Regions from separate parts of the Mus musculus genome. Here all the other regions are linked to region 2. Evidence: chromatin contacts called from public promoter capture Hi-C data. All regions are on one chromosome and are shown on one strand. Each heading gives the region's core, a stretch centred on a gene start, on an enhancer-like site or on the middle of the called end of the contact. The rest is flanking DNA. Distances are from core to core; before and after follow the strand shown.

Evidence for each region. Promoter capture Hi-C pulls out the DNA fragments that hold promoters and counts their contacts.
Region 1: a contact with region 2 is called in a promoter capture Hi-C map of liver, with 2.6 times the contacts expected there. The contact joins the enhancer-like site here to the promoter of Tcp11l1 in region 2. A contact is called at or near these places in 6 of 39 promoter capture datasets (the 3T3-L1 cell line, the HPC-7 cell line, hippocampal neurons and 2 more) and 1 of 9 other capture datasets (adipose tissue).
Region 3: a contact with region 2 is called in a promoter capture Hi-C map of pre-B cells, with 2.7 times the contacts expected there. The contact joins the promoter of Elf5 here to the promoter of Tcp11l1 in region 2. A contact is called at or near these places in 1 of 39 promoter capture datasets (pre-B cells) and 1 of 9 other capture datasets (liver).

Annotation. Positions count from the first base shown.
Region 1 is chr2:103,575,468-103,580,110 of GRCm38.p6, forward strand. The region is part of intron 1 of Abtb2 (ankyrin repeat and BTB (POZ) domain containing 2); the gene reads left to right. It overlaps 8030431J09Rik (a long non-coding RNA gene), which reads left to right. Exons shown (of 2, transcript XR_866592.2): 1 at 1-4,643. Among named protein-coding and RNA genes, the nearest start is that of 8030431J09Rik, 5.7 kb to the left of the region's middle. Within about 2 kb of position 3,339, at least 47 of the 459 cell types and tissues checked have an H3K27ac peak or open chromatin away from gene starts, as enhancers often do. A contact at or near this core is called in liver, where this site is marked.
Region 2 is chr2:104,709,916-104,714,511 of GRCm38.p6, forward strand. Tcp11l1 (t-complex 11 like 1) reads right to left here and starts at 2,247. Exons shown (of 10, transcript NM_177190.5): 1 at 2,061-2,247. It overlaps Gm6306 (predicted gene 6306), which reads left to right and starts at 392. Exons shown (of 1, transcript NR_166704.1): 1 at 392-2,988. Pin1rt1 (protein (peptidyl-prolyl cis/trans isomerase) NIMA-interacting 1, retrogene 1) reads right to left here. Exons shown (of 2, transcript NM_001033768.2): 2 at 4,011-4,596. The coding sequence ends at 4,391.
Region 3 is chr2:103,420,845-103,425,332 of GRCm38.p6, forward strand. Elf5 (E74-like factor 5) reads left to right here and starts at 3,224. Exons shown (of 7, transcript NM_010125.3): 1 at 3,224-3,344.

The DNA of each region.
Region 1 (4,643 bases), core at 2,089-4,588, 1.1 Mb before region 2:
GAGTTGCTTGTTGAGTTGGAAGGGAAATGATGGAGAAACATAGCCCAAGTTTAGCCTGAGAAATGCCCCAGTACCCTCTGTGATCTACTTTGCTGACAGTGGCTGTGTGCAAGGCAAACAAGAAGGATTGGAGGACAAGCAGCGTTGTTTGAGGAGTTTGTGATCTAAGAGCGACAGCATAGCATGCATATGGTTAGCGGCAAAGAAGCTTGGCATCAGGGCTGGAGAGATGGCTCAGCGGTTAAGAGCAGTGATTGCTCTTCCAGAGGTCCTGAGTTCAAATCCCAGCAACCACATGGTGGCTCACAACTATCTGTAATGAAATCTGATGCCCTCTTCTGGTGTGTCTGAAGACAGCTCCAGTATACATACATATAATAAATAAATAAATCTTAAAAAAAGAATAACATTTAAAAAGAAATAAACAACAATAATCTAATTTAAAAAAAGAAGCTTGGCATCTTGTTTAAAACAATATGGAAACAGTGCTGATAGCCCCCACTAATTGCACAATGTTACCCATCTTTGGACTTTTCATGGGCTAATTTCATTCAGCCATCCAGCCTCTCTGTAAGAGAGCTATAGTTTCCAGTCCATAGATGAAAGTTTTGAAGCTTTACAAAGCTGGTAAGGTGGGCACCCTAGTGGTTGGAAGGGAGTGGGGCTCCTTGTAGGAGATGGAGCCTGTGAGCCAATGCAGACGTGGACAACAGAGCCTCGATCAAGAAAGAGAAAGAAGGGACAGTGTGGGAAAGACCTACAAGCCAATCAATGCATGCATTTTTGCATGACAGCAAGTGAACCTGGTTGGCTGGGAGGCTCAGCTACAAAACAAGGAAGAGTAGAGGAGATAACACAGGAAAAAAGTTTAAAAAAAAAAAACTCAACAACTCACATCTTTTATCCAGATGTGAAGAAGGCTGCCAAAGTGTTGGATGAAGAGTTTTCCAAAACTTATTTTTATAATTCAGAAATGGAGTGTGTCTGCTCTGCTGCTCATCCTAACCACAACCCAGACCTCCTGTTACCCTTCTTGTTGATTGAAAGTTTGACCTCAAAAATGCACCCGTCTGCTGTTGTAGCTGTGAAAGTAATACAAGACTTTTAAATGAGCAAACTTGAACTAAAGGGAGAGCCCCACTTCTCTTGTTGAACTTGGCTTCCGACTTGATTAGTTCACTGGGCTAAAGTGATCCCTGTACGTAATAAAGGTTGTGAGTGGTAAACTTTTTAAAGTAGACTACTGAGTTTATTCTTGCAGAATTCTACACTATGGAAGTAAGGAACAGCCTCAAACAAGATGAGCTAAAAGGGTCTTACTCCTCTTTGTTGACTTCAGGTCTAACTTGGTGTGCTCAATTTCCAGTATAGGGCTTAGCAGCTGACAGCTCATTTTTGATGTGGAGTTCTTTTCTAGCTCTTGTTGATGTGTTTCTAAAATATTAGTAAAGATTTTTGTGTTACATGCTTGAGATCATAGAAGCATTTTATAATTCATCTTCATCTGGGTTGGACTCCCTAGAGTTTAGTAGAGCCCTGACAGCAAAATGCAGAGATCATACTAGGTTGGCTAACACCTTAGGGGTGGGTGTGTGTGTGTCCTTTTCCTGACCTCAGTGTGCTGAAGAAATTTTCTTGTCACTTGAAAATGATAAATTTCATGAGGATATTGCAGAACTACAGATAGACTCATATGTAGTTAATGATTTGAAGGTCTTTCTTTCTAAATGTTAGCTAAGAAGAGTTTCATGAGGACAAAATTTAAGTAGGGAGACTGAACTTGGAAGTCCTGGCAATAGAAACCTGATTCCAGGGAGAGATGAAACTGAACCTCTAGGAGTGTGAGACAGGATAACCATCCCAACAAAAGCTTTTGTTGAAAGCTTGTTTTTCAAGCGCTGGGTCCAGCCCAGGGCCTGTGCTCTTCCATCAAGCTACACCCTAGCCCTTTTTGGGGACAACTTTTTGGTATAACCCTTCTAAAGTATGAGATCAGTATTTTCTGATCTCATTATGAGGAAAGCTATAAGTTGATGTTTACATACTAAGCAAACTGTATACAACAGTGTCTAGAACAATTCAGCACAGAGAACTATAGACTTGGATTGAGAAAGTTCTGGACAGGAGCTTGCCCTCTCTGTGACTGGAGTGAATCACCCCAGTTTTTGGATCTCTGTGGTATGAGGAGGTTGGACTAGAGTCTCTGGGGGCCATTCTGTCTCTGGAAATTTTCTGGACCCCACAAGAACTCTGTGAAATCAGTTCCCTGGGATTGACCCCTGTAATTAGTATCCTGAGGAAAGAAAAAGTCCTGGCTGAAGCAGGCTGTGGGCTGGTGAGACTAGACGCCATCTTTTTAACATTAGCATTTGCTGTGATTGTTACACTTAGGTTTTGCTTCGCCTTCTCCCAGAAGGATGAGTTCTATGTACTTCTGGCTGACATAAACTGCTTGACAGCTGTGTCCAGGCCCTGGCAGGCCAGCACTGTGGTGAGGTCCAGCCCCGAGGTGACTTCATACAGCTGGTGTTTGAAGCCTGCCTACCCAGACTAGGGTATTTATAGTAGGGGAGAAGCTAGGAAAAAATAAATACTCTACACCCTTCTCTGTCCTACTTGGGACACAGATAGGCATTGTGAGGAATGTAGAAGGCAGTGCTGCACAAGCCAGCACGATATTTTTAAATGCTGTTTGTTGGGGTTGGCAGGCCTGATTTTTCAAAAAGGAGGGGAAATGAGAGTCACTGAGGATGACAGGAGGCCAGGAGTTCTAAAAAGCCAAGATGCAGAGCTTGTTGTCCTGAGGTGTGCAGGCTTTAACTTCTCTCCTCAGTCCCAGAGTTTGAGCAGGACTTGGGAGGTTAGGCTGAGAGGCGAGATTAAACAAGCTTGTGCCCTTCTCTTCCCTATCCACCTCTCAAATCCTAAGGAAAGTCAATGAAGTGTTCCAGATAAGGCAGGGGTCCCTATGTATGAACTGGGGACCTGGTGGTTTGGTCTTCATCTCAGAGCTGGGTAGATCAAGTTATACACGGAGACAAAATTGGAAAGCAAATTGCTCACAGCTGTTCTTTTGGACTTAATCCTCCCAGGGCAAGCAGGACAAGCCAGAACTATGCTGGGATTCAATACAGGAGTGTAATACAAGGCCCCGGGGTAGAGCTGCCCTGAGAATCATCAGAATATTCCCCTATCATGGGACCTTTGTAAAGTCTCACAGATGATATTGTCTATTTAGCTAGTCTCTGAGGAGATTACAGTGCGTAGGGACTCTGGGTTAGGAGCTAGGAGGAAAGTTCAGTTTGCGGTGCATCATTTGTTCAGCAAATATTTACTGAAGACTTTGTGTGGACTGGGCAGTGTTCCGGGGAGCATGGCTGAAAGTGAAGACAGGAGGCACAATGGAGGAGCCACAGTAAGGGCCCTCATGGCTGGAGAAAGCAGCTCCCAGTAGAGGGAATAACAAGGAACTGTTCCTGGTTGCTGTAGACCGCACGGAGATGAGCGTGGTTGGGTTCCTCATGGAGCAGAAGGAAGGAGAAGACGAAACAACACAGTGTTATTGCATAACAGCGCCATGTCTTTAAGGCTGAGTGTGCTGTGATGAACTTGAGCTGATTGACACGATTCCATTTGCAGTTTAAGACGGTTATTCTCTCTGCCCTGTTGGGAATGGACTTTAGTATCAAGTGTAGAAGTGAGATGATCAAGGAAGAGGGGTTTGCAATCATTGAGGTAAAAGAGGGAGGAACTTAGACAAAGTGAGGGTGGGACTTGGACAGGTTGGTCGTGGATGTGTGTATGGTCAGAGCCAATGGTATTTACCTACAGTTTGGTATGTGAGTTAAGAGAGGAAAAACTGAGTGACGACGGTAAGGCTTATGGGCCAGGCTTCACTAAAGTATTGAAGGGGCAGGACTAAGCCAGAGACTTAAGTGTAGATTTGGTTGTTTGTCCCAGATGTAATCTACAGAGATAGTAAGTAAGAAGCTGGGTAGGAGGCAAGGCCACCTTATACTTTCTCAATCGTGTAATAGATTGAATAGCTGTACTCATTTGTTTTTCCAGAGGCATAGCCCAACAAGACTGGTCAGGACTTGGGCAAGAGAGGGTTAATTTCTATTTAACATGTTCAGTTGTTAGCCTAAAGAAGCTCCTTTGTAGATGGCCAATAGCCTACACAAAGGTGATCAGCTCTACTGTTTTCAGTCATTAACACGTGGTCTGTTTAATTAGGTCCACTAGTTCTGTGAACTACTTGGAACTTTGCATACATGTTCTTCACTTCTGGAAAAAACTATAACCCATGTTCAGGCAGCTTTGGATTCTTGCAAGTCAGTCATGAGTGAGTCAGGAATTGATATTGAAAGAATGTTCATAGGATACTGTGTATATCCAAGGGCCTGCTCTTCAGAAGGTGGGGGCATAGGGTAGTTATGGATGGGACCTTATGGTTGCCACTGCCTGACCATCTGTTGTCTCAATTTTCCTCTGCTATTAAACGGGGATATCACAGTTCTCATCAAGTAGCTCTTTCATTAATTCCCAGCAGTAGATTCATGTTATCATCACCTGGAGAGCTTAAAAATATATGTGTCTGTGACTAATATAAGGGCCTTCCTTCAGAAACTCCGAAGGAAATG
Region 2 (4,596 bases), core at 997-3,496:
GGGACTGTGCACTAGACGACTTTGTTGCTATTTCTTGACCATGAATGTGACATGCCCAGCTACCTCATGCTCCTGCTGGGCTGTGGGCCAAAAATAACCCCCCTTACGTGCTTAAGTTTCTTTTCTTTTCTTTTCTTTTCTTTTCTTTCCTTTTGAAACAAGATCTCACAACCCTGGCTACAGGCACCTGCCTCTGCCTCTGTTTTGGGGAGCCAGGGTCCCTCTTTGTACTTTTTTTTTTTTTTAGATTTATTTATTAACATTGTAGCTGACTTCAGACACACCAGAAGAGGGCGTCAGATCTCATTACAGGTGGTTGTGAGCCACCACGTGGTTGCTGGGATTTGAACTCAGGACCTTGGGAAGACCAGCCTCCACACCCCCCACCCCATGTACTTTCTAGCTAGCCTAGGACTCACCATACAGCCCCCGAACTCATAAGAAGAGCTGCCCACCTCAGCTCCTGGGGCTTTCAATCCCAGAAAGCCATGTGCCACCACTCCCTGCCCAACTTTTCCTTCCAAAACCCATTTCTCCATTGTCTTAAATCCTACTAGCGTTTGGAAGTGCAACAGATCCAATGTTCATTACCTACAGATTCTATAAGAAACAAAACATCTAATTTTATCCTCTTCAAACACCAGGGAGCTGTCCAGAGGAAGTCATTCACTGGATACAGAGAAGAGGAAAGGCAAGATGCCTTGAGTCACAAAAGACTGTCCCTGTCCCCCCAAGACCCTGTTCAGGTCCTGTCTCCTCCCAGGGCTCTTCCTTCAACCTTATGAATGTTTACATCTTTCTCCAAAGTCCTGCAAGGCTGATTGTGAGACAGCTGGCATCCATCACTGCCTTTAATTCCAGTCAAAATATGATTATTCCAATAGGGATAGGAAGCTGAAAACAATCTAATCAGAGACGGACAGGCATGCTTGCAAGGAGCCACAATGAAACTCAAATTAGCATGACGCTGCTATTCTGAAGAGGAGGAAGCTGAGAAAACTTTCCCAGAAAAGATGACATGTGACCTGTCTTTGAAAGGAGTAGAATTTCACCAAGTTATAACGTCGGGGTAGGGGTGAAAGGAGGGGGGTTTTCATTCCTCCAGCAGAAAAGCCAGTGGTGCCTGAAATGGAAAAGTGGCAGTAAGCAAAGATGGAAAGAGGAATTGGGGGTCTGGTGGGGAAAGCGCTAATTTGTACTCTAAAAATGAAATGAAAAGCTTTGTCTAGATTTTGAACTTCTCAAGAGCCAAGATCAATCATATTCTCCATAAATGCTCTATTAGTATACCCCTAAGCCCCCAAGCCCGGCAAACAGATACTCATTTGTTGACAGACATAAAACCCTGTGTCATCTGTGTGATGTCACTGTTAGGAGGGGTTGTTCAAGGTGTTTTGGGTAGCACTGAACCTGTGGTTTAAAAGTGACAATAACTTCAGTAAAAGTGGCCCATTTTTCTTAAAATGTCCTATTCCCCCATCACTACTGAGGTCTCATTCTGTGTCTTTACTGTGGCTTCAGTTTTCTACAGTTAAGTGCCTCCTGGTTTCCTGCATAAGGGTACCCTGCGGCCACAGACTGCCACACCACCACCATTCCACACTGGCAGCTATAATTAAAGAGTAGTAGGATTATGGGGGGGGGGGTGCTATTTAATTGCTCTCATTCATTCACTCAACAATCATAAAACCCTATGGTACCTAACCAGGAAACCGAGGGGGAGGATCCTGGCACGGGGACCGGCATCTGTCGGAGCTGCACGCCGGCCCAAGCTGAACACAAAAGAATCCTCCAGAAAGGGTCTTTCAAGCGAAAAGAAAAGATCTCTGACCCCCGGCGCCGGGAACCGCGTTCAGATTTCGTCGTAAACAGCTGTTTCGGTCGGCGAGGGCAGGGGCGCGCCGGGGAGTCCGGCCTGGAGGGTGGGCCTCACCCATCCCTGTTCTCCTCCTCGCTCCACCCTGCATCCTCGGGACCCGACCGGCTGGGAGAGGTCCAGAAACCGGAGCGCTTTCGCCCGGTGGATCCCGGGCCGGCCCGCCGGCCTCTGCCCCGCTCACCTGCCGCGGCGTCGGCGACCACCCAGGGTCACTCCGGCTGCGAGTACCGCGGGGTCCGCGACGCGAAAGGGGGGGAGCGATGCGCGCCGGCCTGGGCGCCTGGGCCTCGACCCCCGCCGGGGCGCCTGGCTCTCCCCGAGCTGCGGGCCGTCCTCTGTGCCCCGCGTCGGTGGGCAGCGCCGGCCGCGCTCAGTGCGGGGCGGGGGAGGCGGGATGCGCCTGCCCAGCGTGGGCGGCGCCATGCTCCTGTACGGACCGGCGGCCGGCTCTCCCGCTGTCACCAAGGGGCTCGGGAATCTGGCGCTCGGAGCTGAGCTTCACTACGTTTTTGTGTGGAAAGGCTGATGCGGGCCCGGGGAGGGGGGCGGCCGAGGGAGTGCGGTGGCCCCCGGCTCGAAGTCGCTCCGGCCGCACAGGGAGGCGCCATGTTGAGGTTGGGCAAAAGCGGAGGCGATGGCGCGCAGTTAAAAGTGTGGTAAAGCGCAGGGCGCCTTAGAAGCTACTTTCCCTGCCAGGACTTTGAAAACTGAATATTCCATCAACCAGGCCAATCTCACTCCCTTGCCTTCATTTTGGACACCCACACACTCACAGGCTCCTTTTGGATTCTGAGCCCTGGCTTGAGCGGTCCCTTCGAAGTGTTTGGGTGACCGAGGCTTCAGCTTGATATGAAAAGAGGCGAGAGCAGCGGTTCCCTAGCTCAGCCCTTGGAGAAGTTGCGTTCCAGAAAGGAAGATCATTTCCCCTAAATATCATGTCCCTGGGTCCATAAAGTTGGGGCGGGCATGATCATTGTTGTACAAGAAAAAAAAAATTAAGCCAACAAAAACATCACCCCACTCCAAGCCTGGGGCGCTATAATAGCTAACTTCACTAACAGAAATACTTTGTCATCTGTCTCTATCTTAAATAAAAGATAGGAATCTTTGCTACTTTGTAGATTCTCCTCCCCCACTCCTTCCCCCTCTAACACTAGACCGAAGAGAAATAAGCATAGAGGGGAGAGACAGAGGACAGAGGGGGTGGGGGTGGGAGAGGGATTCTTGATTGATTGATTTGGTTTTTCGAGACAGGGTTTCTCTGTATAGTCCTGGCTGTCCAGGAACTCACTCTGTAGACCAGGCTAGCCTCGAACTCAGAAATCCACCTGCCTCTGTCTCCCAAGTGCTGGGGTTAAAGGCGTGCACCACCACGCCCGGCTAAGGGATCCCTGAATTTAATTTCTTTCCTTTTTTCTTTTTTTCTTTTTTTTTCTTTAAGCACTACTACTAACAAACCGCATATGTAAACTCCGGGCCCCACCTACTGTTTATATATCACTGAAAAGTTTCCAGAATTCCCAACTCACACAATCATAGAAACTATTTGCAGCTCGCAAAACGGAGCTGGAGCTCGAGGCAAATCATTGTCCGCTGTTGCAGACAGTCCTAAGCAGTTCCCCCATCCCTATACCTGGGATTAAAATGAAAGCACATTTTAAAATTTGTGGTTTTGTTGGGCTTTTTTTGGTTTTTGGAGACAGGGTTTCTCTGTGTAGCCCTGGCTGTCCTGGAACTCACTTTGTAGACCAGGCTGGCATCGAACTCAGAAATCCACCTGCCTCTGCCTCCCAAGTGCTGGGATTAAAGGTGTGCGCCACCACTGCCCGGCTTGTTTGTTTTTAAAGATTTATTTACTTATTTTATATAGGTACACTGTAGCTGTCTTCAGACACACCAGAAGAGGGCATCAGATCTCATTACAGATGGTTGTGAACCATGCATGTGGTTGCTGGGATTTGAACTCATGTCCTTTGGAAGAGCAGTCAGTGCTCTTAACTGCTGAGCCATCTCTCCAGCCCTGTATTTGTGATTTTAAAGAAACTAAAATTCCGAATTTCTCAAAAATGTCACTACATGATTTAACTGCTTTTTAGTGCTTTATTAACGAACTTATTTATACATTTTTTAACGGTCCCAGTTTTAATGGAAGGTGTATAGCGTGCTGCATTGCATCTTGAGGCTGAGTTGCTGTGTGTCTGCTTTTTGCAACTGAACAGAGGAATGGAGCATATAACTAACAAGAAAAAAGGCCCTCCTGCCTGCCTCCGAGACCTGGAGGATCAAGTCACCTCTGATCCCCTGAGCCTGGGGGTCTCCCCAACCCAATTGCCCTTCTGAAGTCAATTCCCCCAGGAGCCTGGCTAGGACAGCCCCCAAATGGGGGCAAACAAGGAACGGGATGCTCAGTCCCCCTTCCAGTCACTTTAGGAACAGTACTGTGTGACAGCAGCAGGAAGAGCGTCCATGGGCTTGTGTGGCAGCCGGAGCAGGCTGGCCAGGTGCCTGCCCTCATTCTGTGCGCAGGATGATATGGATGCCTGACTCCGTGAACACGGGCCCACTCATCTCCCCAGTCCGTAGAGCAAACGATGCATCCTCAAACGGTTTCTCCATCTGTCCTCTGCTGAAGGCACCCAGGTCTCCCCTGGCTTTGGCAGAGCTGCAGTCACTGAACTGTGAGGCCAGAGATTCAAAGTCCTCCTCTCCTGACTTAA
Region 3 (4,488 bases), core at 1,974-4,473, 1.3 Mb before region 2:
CTGCAGTCCAACCCAGAGCTGGCCCCAGGCCAGATGAGTGACATCCACTGAGCACCAGCCCCTCTGTTCCCTTATCTTAAAAAATAATATGATGGTAACTGTCTCGTAGAGTTGCTTTGAAAAATAACCAAGGTAAGACAGGTGAGCCAGTCCAGCCCAGTTCGTGGCATATGAAAGATGCAGTACAGGGTGGGATTCCTTCCTCCCTACCCAAAAACCTACCCCAGGAGCACCGGGAACCGTCAGAACCTAAGAGACTAGAAGCAGAGGCGAACGGCCAGGACTGCACAGTGCTCCCTCGGCCCCTGCTCACGCGCTTCATCTTCATCATCTGAGAAAGGGTGATAAGTAGCGCCCGGGGTTGAAGGTCTGCACAGAACATAATTAATGAAAGAAAACAGATCAAGATCACTCAATTGCAGAGCTGTTTCAGGGGTTTCTCAGGCTCATCCAGCCACCAAATGGCACAGCAGTAATTACAGCCCGAGGGGGCTCTTTCCAGAGTCACCTCTCAGCTACTCTGCTACAATGATGCAATGACTAATTTCAGGAATGCCGCTCTGAGAACCTGGAAGGAAAATAGTGAGAAATCTAAATGAGCTCAGTTCTTCCCCCACCACCCCTGGTTCCTGCCCTTCCCACTTCCACAGCTCATCTTCACCCACAGGCATAGTGAAGCTTTCCCATAGCTTAGTGTTTGAGATCATCCAAACATCCATTCTAATCAAATTAAGATCAAATGTGATGCTTACGCTTAGAGTGCAAGTTCTCTTTTGTTTTTGTTTTATATTAATCATCCCTTTTAACGACTGGTCCAGAAGCCTCTAATTCCCCAGGCAGTCACCCAGAGATGCTACATTATGTACTCAGGACCACAAAGCAAAACAGGACCACTAGCATCCAAACTCGGGTCATAGAAAAAAATGCAAATTCTCCAAAACTGCTTTGGTTTTCTAAAAACATATTGTTTTCTAAAGACAGTAGCAGAATAGCCCGTTTTTCTTGGACACTTTTCCTTGGGAAGACAGTGTGTGTGTGTGTGTGTGTGTGTGTGTGTGTGTGTGTGTGTGCTCGCGCGCACGTGTGCGCACGTGCGTGTGGTTCAGAAACTGGTAACGAGGTGGGACAAAGCTCAGCAGCAGAGAAAATCATGTGCAGGACAGAGGAGTCCCCCAAAAAACAGGCTTCAACAGGACAAGTCACAGATGTTAAAACTTCTGTGAGGACATCTGAATTCGGTTATTTCCAGATTCTGGTCCTGTGCAGATACTTTTGTTCAGACGAAATTTTACCAAGAAGATTTAGAGAAAAGCTTTGGGGCTCTTCTTGAATCCCTCTTCTAAACTCTCGACCTTCAAACAGGACACTTTTTAAACTCCCGCCTAAGGGCTGGAGAGATGGTGCTGTGGATAAAGCACTTCCCTCCCCAAGCCTTGAGTTCAGTCAATCTCTAGAACCCAAATTAAAGAAAAAGCCAGGTGTAGCAGGGCAGGCCTGCAATCCCAGGACTAGAGAGGCAGAGTCAGGAGGAGCCTGGAAGCTTGTAACCCAGCTAGTGTAGCTAAATCAGGCTCAGCAATAGACTGTGCCAAAAGCAAAGAGGAGAGGCTGGAGAGATGGCTCAAAGTTTGCTGCTCTTGCAGAGGACCCAGGTTCAATTCCCAGCACCCACGTGGCAGCTCACAACCGTCTGTAACTCCAGTTCCAGAGGATCTGACCCTCTCACATACAGGATACAAGTAGGCAGAATACCAGTATGCATTAAAAAAAAAAAAAAAAAAAAAAACATGTTTTAAAAATGCCTAGTGATACAGGGTCTCATTGTGTGGATCACCCTGGGTAGCCTAAAACTCACTGTGTAAATCAACCTGGCCTCAAACCCACAGATATCTGCCGCCTGAGTGTTGGGATTAAAGGCACTGTTAAATCCAACAAAATGATTAAATAAATAAATAAATAACTTAATCCCGTTTTCTCCTATTACTGTTGGGAGAATTCTGACCCAGAAAAGCTGGCTCTCCCACCTAAGGTCCCAGAGCCAAGCCAGAGCCTCAACAGGCCACTTATCTTGCCCCGACTATTTTTCCATGATGACACATGACTCCTCACATGAACTGCCTTTTGTTTCTTCACGCCGTTCGGGTGTTTGGATTTGAGTGTTTGTGCCTATGCCCAGTGTTCCCAAGAAAACCTAACCAACCAGTCAATCTCTGCTTTCCACTTCAAGATCACAGAGTCTGCAGTTTGAGCACCTTGGTGTCTTGGCTGCCTGAGATTGAGAGAGGAACGGAACCCACGAAAGGGGGTTATGAACACTCCTCCCAGATGACTGCCTAGGCCGTCATTTAGATTTGAGAGATGTCCTAAAAACTGGGTAGTTCTCAGTGAGACAGCTGACAGCTTGCAAGCCAATCAGGACCCCCCGCCCCCGTGTTGTTCTGGATGTTTGACACTGCAGCTCCACGATCCCTTCATATCGCCATTTCTAAAACAGAGGACACTGGGAAAGGGGGAAAGCTGTCACATGGCTCCTGTATTCAAACATGGCGCCCTTTGGGTGCTTAGAGTGGAAAGGCCAGTGAAAGCACTGCTCCCTGACTCTCTCCCTGCCCCCTGATCGGAAGGTCCCCACCAGGATCAATAGAAGGAAATATGTAGCGCCCAAGGACAGGCTTCCAGGTGATTGGCTGACATTACCAAGTATGGCCTTCCCAGCAACCCAAGGACAGATTCCATTATTGCATTAATCTGATGGATCCCGGATATGCTCATTAACTTATTCACAGTAATGCAGCCAGAAAATGACCGGCTCAGAATTTGATCCCTGAAGCACCTTTATTCTTTACCACTTCTTGGCACTGCTCTTCTTTCCTAACACGCACAGAATAGGGGATAACACTACATACAGAGGTTCGGGACTTGGCCAGCCCAGGCAAAGGCTGCAATGAACAGACACCAGGCCTGAATTTCCTTCCCTCCAGCTTGCTCAACGGAGACTGCTCCAGCCAGCACTCCACTTATCCCCCCGGGGGCAAGAATTCTCTGCTCATTTCCTGGGTCCCCTCGGTGGGTGGTGGGAGCTGGGCACAAAAGCAGGAGAAAGGTAAACTTTCTGCATGTGAAAACCACCCCCCACCCCCGAGGAGCCGTGTCACACCGTATGTCACCGTCATCAAAGGGGCTGTGCATAAACCTGAAAAACCAAACGGACCTGTCTGTAGGTGTCACTTATATCACACGGCTACAGGTGCCTTTATTTCTACAGTCCGCTGGTGCTGGGAGCGCGCTTGCCTTCTCTTGCCTTGAAAGCCTTCTGTCTGGACCTAGCCACCACTTGTCTTCACGTAAGCAGCTTTTCTTTGCTCTTTTGAATGAATTGAAAGGGGGTGTCGGGGCTCAGAGACTTAGCTGGGGCCTGGGACTGAGTCTCTGTTTCCAGCTCCCACGGCAGCCCCTCCGTGAGGAAGCCAGAGTGCCTCCTCCGGGGGTGTTTGACTCAGGTTTGACGGCTTGCCGGAGAGATTTTTTTTTGTCTCCTCCGGGAAGGTGGCCACCCACCCTCTTCACCGGCCCCCACTTCCTCTGGTTCCACTAAACCAAAGGCAGCTGAGAGAATGTGTACAGGCGCTTAAATCTCTGCCCATCCTTTAGCTGCCTTTAGGAGGAAGCCGGATTCTGCACGGATAGCCAGCTCAAGAAAAACCCACCACCTCCCCCAACCCTGGCCTCACCCCTCAGTTCTTTGGAGGGCCTGCTCACCAAGCTGCCCCTCTTGATACAGAGAATGGTATTCTTACTGTTTAAGGCTTTTTTTGTTTTTGTTTTTGTTTTTTTAAGGAGTTTGTACAAAATAGTTTAAAGGAATCTCATTTGGCCCTCCCACAGCCCCTTAGGACAGAGTGCTTCCAGAAGAGAAGTGGCTAGGGTTTTTTTCCACTGTATTCTCAAACCTTATCAGTCTGTATGCGTTCAGGGGTTTGTGCGCATTTGCCCCCTACTGGCAGCAACTGGAAACACATGCTCTCCCGCATCTGCGTTAAGGTAGGAGAATTTAAGACAGAATAGGGGTCCTAGATCATTATGCACTTAGTCTCCATTTTACAGATGGGGCAACTGAGGCACAAGAAGGCCCGGTAATTTATAGAGATGGTTTTGTGTGGTAGTCCAAAGACTCAGACCCAGGCTGTTACACGTGCTCATCCACACGGAAAGCTTCATTCTCCTGCCTTCATTCTCTCGGCAAGGGTCTTTCTATGATTCAGTGTATTGGGGACAGCAGCTTTTACAGTTTGGTTGCCTCCTCTTCTCAAAAGTCTTCAGAGTGAAACTTTTTAGCTACTCAATCAATGTTCACTGATTTTATTAAATCCTCAGGACGCTCAGCGGACTGTGTGTTGAGATGTCCATTTTAAGGATTCGGAAGTAGGTTATCAGAGATGGTCATGAGTACTTACAGATTAGCAGACCAGGATGGGGAAAAAAATCAAA